Regions from separate parts of the Gossypium hirsutum genome. Here region 1 is linked to region 2. A link is a contact called in public Hi-C data. All regions are on one chromosome and are shown on one strand. Each heading gives the region's core, a stretch centred on a gene start, on an enhancer-like site or on the middle of the called end of the contact. The rest is flanking DNA. Distances are from core to core; before and after follow the strand shown. Region 1 has its middle 21 kb from the start of LOC107929466. Region 2 holds the start of LOC107929570 (protein DOWNY MILDEW RESISTANCE 6).

The links. Hi-C and Micro-C count contacts between places; a contact is called where the count stands out from the background.
Region 1: a contact with region 2 is called in a Hi-C map of leaf, with 2.9 times the contacts expected there. The contact joins the enhancer-like site here to the promoter of LOC107929570 in region 2. A contact is called at or near these places in 3 of 34 Hi-C or Micro-C datasets (callus and leaf).

Annotation. Positions count from the first base shown.
Region 1 is chrA12:106,430,563-106,433,262 of Gossypium_hirsutum_v2.1, reverse strand. No RefSeq gene overlaps it. Among protein-coding and RNA genes, the nearest start is that of LOC107929466, 21 kb to the left of the region's middle. Within about 2 kb of position 1,347, at least 4 of the 9 cell types and tissues checked have an H3K27ac peak or open chromatin away from gene starts, as enhancers often do. A contact at or near this core is called in leaf, where this site is marked.
Region 2 is chrA12:106,385,935-106,388,634 of Gossypium_hirsutum_v2.1, reverse strand. LOC107929570 (protein DOWNY MILDEW RESISTANCE 6) reads left to right here and starts at 1,359. Exons shown (of 4, transcript XM_016861037.2): 1 at 1,359-1,756; 2 at 1,848-2,095. The coding sequence starts at 1,559.

The sequences.
Region 1 (2,700 bases), core at 98-2,597, 45 kb before region 2:
AAATAAGAGAAAGAAATCTCACAAATTAATTTTTATCAATTGATTATAAATAAATAAATAAACTTGCATCTTTCGAAATCATATGCAAATATTAAATTAGATTATATTTAAATTTAAAAAAGAAAAACAAATCAATCCAAAAATAATAAAGAATCAATTCATTCTCAACGATTGAACATGACGAAACTCAAATGCCACTTGTTAGAATTGTAAAATAAATCTAAAATAAAACTTAATAAATTAGGATCTATCATGTCAAATCATTAAGAATAGATCAAGAACAAAACTAGATGCGGAAGCATTCCTTAATCCATGAATTCCTTGAAATCTACGGATCTTGGGGATTTGATCTTCTAAATTAGCACACAAAAAATATTTGCTCTCTCTTTCCTAAAGATATCTTAACTGTAATTTTAAGATCATAACCCTAACATATATAACTTTGATAGATTAACCCTAATTCCTAATTAGCCTATCATTCATTAGAAATTGATTAGAACTACAGTATCTATACATATTTGACTTATACTTTATTTAATATTTAAAGCTCAATAAAACTTTAATCAAATTAGATCACTTTTAATTTAAGCTAACTTATCATAATAGTAAATAATAATATATAATTATTTTTATTATATATGTGATGTCCATATTTTTCAACAGTTGAATCATGGATTTTTATTCAACTCTCATAAATGATGTCAACTATTTCAATCATTCTAAAATAGGACAAATTTTGAGATAAACTTAAATTCTCTATAAGATAAAATTAAATTATGAAAGTGTCAAAACTTATACTGTGAGATATTTTCTAATACTTAAATCAATTAAAAGAAATTGATAATAGAAAAAACCATATTAGGATATAAAAGAAGGACAAAACATGAAGGAGATGACCCCTCATGAGATTTTAATACTTATCCGCTTATGTTTAGTCCCCAAGACTATTCTGAAAGTGAGGTTGTTTTGTGATATATCAAGTTCAACCATTATTACTTGAGAACCAAAACTGTACTAATATGATTATATAAAGTAATTAAGGCAATTACAATTACACAACGTGGAGTACAGGACAAATGAAAATAAAATGATGAAGATTTGCTTGCGATAGTGAGCGTAAAATATAAGGTTGTGTATGTTCGAATAAACTCGTCCACTTTCCGTATCAATGACTAAAAAAGAAAAGTGGGTCCCTATAGGCTGACACTGATGAGTCATGCCCCCCCCCGACCCAGTCAAATTACTTACGTACCAACAAATAAAGTGAAATTGAATGGCTTCGGTTCAATCATCAATCATCAACCGTCCGTTTCCCAGTCGGAGCCGCCCATTATAATTCCTACATGGCACGTGCACCGCCCCAAAGTCACTGCAGCCTGACCAGATGCTTTGGATAGATGCCTTTGTATTTGAAATGGTCAAATCTGACTCGGATTTTGAACTCAGTCACGTGCATTGCCGGGGATCACATATAATCTAATCCAAATCACTTATTAAAAAAAAAAAAAAAGAAATGGTCATTCTTCACTTTCCGAAATACATGACATTCTCCAGCAATTTTTTTTATTTTATTTTTTACCTTTATATTTTGATAAAATTTATTATTTACCTTTTTTTCTTCCAACTTTTTCATATCTTTCAATTTAAAATTCTAATCTAATCACTAATATTGTGTTAGTATTTTTTAAATCTTTTTTAGTTTAATTAATTTTTTCTTTGTTAACCATATATCACATTATGTAAAAATCGATATGTCAAATTGATAAATTTTAATGAAAAATACTCATAAAATTATTGATTAATAGATTGAAATCTTTAAATTGAAAAAAAAATAGAAAGAATAAATTTTAACTCTTTTTAGCAAAACTTTTTAAGTTCAAACACTAACTGCCAAACTGAGAATTTAACCTATAAATTTTAAGTATAGAAATTAACTCCCAAACTTTGTTATTGATGTTATTTTTTAAAACTTAATTGTTTTTACTTGGGAAGCACCAAGGTATAAAAAATTATAAATTTATAATTTAGTTCCTTCAAAATTAAAAAAAAAAACTTTTAATCCTTTCAAAGTTTTATAATATAATTCTGAAAAAAATTGAAATATTTTTTATGTGATCACCCAATTAAACCCACAAATATATATAGGATTATTATACATATCTTGATTTGGTGGAAGACAGACTTTTACTTAAAAGATCGAGATCTATCTCTTTTTAATTATGACACATTGCACATGCTCTTTTTCCTTTCCTTGTCCACTTTCTTAGTTATTGCTTTTTGAAGATTTTGTTTAAATGTTTTTTCAATTTGCAAAATATGTAACTTTTATGCTATTTTTTTATTATTATTAATATAATAATATGAGAGAAAAATATTAATACACATGTGTTAAAATAGTTAGACTATTAGTTAAGTTTTTAGTTGAGTCGGTGTTACGCTTAATTAGGTCATCAATTTAGTTATAAAGTTATGGAAATGTTTATTCATGATTAAAATTTGTAATATTATTTGATGATGTTTTAATTTTTTCACTTAAAAACTAATAAAAATATACATATGGTAAGATTTCAATTTACACAAATTGCATTAGTAATTTCTTAAAATAAAGCTTTATTTTAATATTATTATGCTTATTTTATTACTTTCATCAGTTTCTATTATTTAAGCTTTTGATTGAGTCGATATCACTCCCAATCGATC
Region 2 (2,700 bases), core at 110-2,609:
GGGGGTGTTAGCCATTTGTGACCTCATATTTATTTTTCCTCCACCCATATAAATGCATCATATTTATATTTTACTCGGTCCATATAATTATGACTTTAAAGAAAAACTAGCACATTTATTAATCATTCTTTGACAAATAAAATACCCAATTTTTATTTATTTGTCGGTCGATAGATTTATTTTAGGTGGTAGCGAGAGAAGTTTATTTTTTAAAGGTTAAAATATGTTACAAGTTCATGTTTTATTTATAGATTTTAGATTTTTATGTTTATAAATTTAATTTTTTTTATTTTTTTATTTTAAATTTCAGATTCTAGTATTATTTTTTGTTAAATTTGTTAGTGTGATAATTTAAAATAAAAGAAATACTCATTTGGTAGTTATGTATTTAACATAATAGTGTTAACAATTGGATAAATAATAAAAATAGTCACTTATGTTATAGAGTGATCACTTTACTGTTAAGCTCCGTTACTTCTCTATGTGGCAGTATAAATAGATTTTAAATGCTATCTTCGATGTCTAGTTGTTGGGATAAAAATAGGTTTTTAATTAAATAAAATTAATTTGGATTGTCACGTAAGATATCTGTTAGGGAGATAACGAAGCTTAACAGTGGAGTGAGCATTTTGTAATAAAATGATAACTTAAGTGACTAAAACGTAACATTTTAAAAATAAATAATTAAAATATAATATGAAATAAATAAAAATGACTATTTTTATAAATTACCCGTTAACAACTTTACCGAATTTGTAGAATTGAAAAAGTAAAACAGATGGGATATTCTGTATTTCCTGACTTATTAAAAATATGCTATCAATAGAGAATCGACAGCAAGCACGAAAGGTTGCTGTTATTTTGGCGTATAAAACGGATGAAATTGAAAAAAACTGACAAATAGATAGAAACAATGGGAAAAAGAAAAAAGCCTTAAAAAATTGGAGTAAAATAATAATAGTTTTAAATTAAATTAAAAGATCAATCAAACAATAAAATTAAGGTTAGAAATTTAAACTCCTAAGGTTTAATTAGCCGTAGCAACCAAAATTCGACAAGTGTTGGGCTGAAACTGGATACTGCTTTATTTTTTTTGGTAATATTAGGACATAAATTTTTATTTTCATTTATGGTACATTCGTGAAGAAAATGTGTTTCACAACGTGTGAACTCTAAATTTGGATGTCGACTTACAAATTTCTTTACCACTAAATTACTGATTCAACCGTTGGCCATATAAATATTTAAAATTTTTATTATTTTTAATATTTAATTGATTACTTTAACCAATATTAATATTATTTAATAAACCCTAAATATTAATGAATAAAATCAGGTATTTCTAAAGATTAGAATAAGAAGGATTTCAATGGAGCCACCTGCACCACGGTCTATAAATAAAAGTGTATTTTGAGCTTGAAAATGGGGTACTCAATTCATTTCAATGAACTTGAATGAAATAAGTAAGTAAATATTGCTCTTTACCTCTCAACACTCCCTCGTCTCCACTGTCGCCCCTCTTCTCTTGTATTTCCTTTTGGGGATTCCGATTTGGGATATGGATACAAAGGTACTTTCCTCTGGAATCCGATATTCTAACTTACCGGAAAGTTACGTCAGACCGGAATCGGAGCGTCCCCGTTTATCCGAAGTCTCCGAATGTGAAGACGTCCCTGTTATCGATTTAGGGTGTGAGGACAGAACCCATATTATTCAACAAATTTGTCGTGCCTGCATGCAGTATGGATTTTTTCAGGTATGAAATTAATTTTCTCAATATCATCGCCTCTGTCTTTTTCCCTTTTTAGTTTTTTTGTAATCATCGATCGTATTATCCATTTTTCCAGGTAATTAATCACGGAGTTTCCAAAGAAACAGTTGAAAAAATGTTGCAAGTGGCACATGATTTCTTTGAGTTGCCATTAGAGGAGAAACTGAAGCTTTACTCCGATGACCCTTCTAAAACAATGAGACTTTCCACTAGTTTTAATGTGAATAAAGAGAAGGTTCATAACTGGAGAGATTATCTAAGATTACACTGCTACCCTCTTCACAAATATGTCCCTGAGTGGCCTTCAAATCCTCCTCCTTTCAAGTAAGTCCGTCATCTTCTTCTTCCTCGCATATACTGGTTTTGCCTCACCCTTTTTCTCTTTGAACAATGGCTATAAAATATTGAAAATCGATGCTCTAATTAGACCCATTTGTCATTTCCATTGTTTCTGTCATGCACGTTCTAATGATATGATTCAACTATAAGTTGAGTATTAAATGCATTATTTATGTTTCTTCAAAGGAGTAACAACCTAACATCATTTAAATAATCTCTTTGACATTATGCATGGAATCACAGTACGAGTCTTTTAATTTTTCTCTTACTTGATTTGAGCACGTGATAAAATAAAACTGATAAGGTATTTTTTTGAATTTTTTAAATTTAAATAAGATCTTCTGAATGTTCTGAAACTTTAGTACCGTATAATTGATTTTATATTCGATTGATCATAACTCATATCAATTTTTTTTCCTTTGTCCCTACAAAATATCTCAAGATATTTTCTTGGTAGATTTTAGTACTTTTTAAGGTGACCTTAAAGGTGGAATTTTAGTGTTCTTCCTTTTGCTAATTAACCAAGTCATAAAGCATACTACATATCAAAGGAAAAGTCAAGTCCCCTCTCTTGAATTTTCCCCCTATTG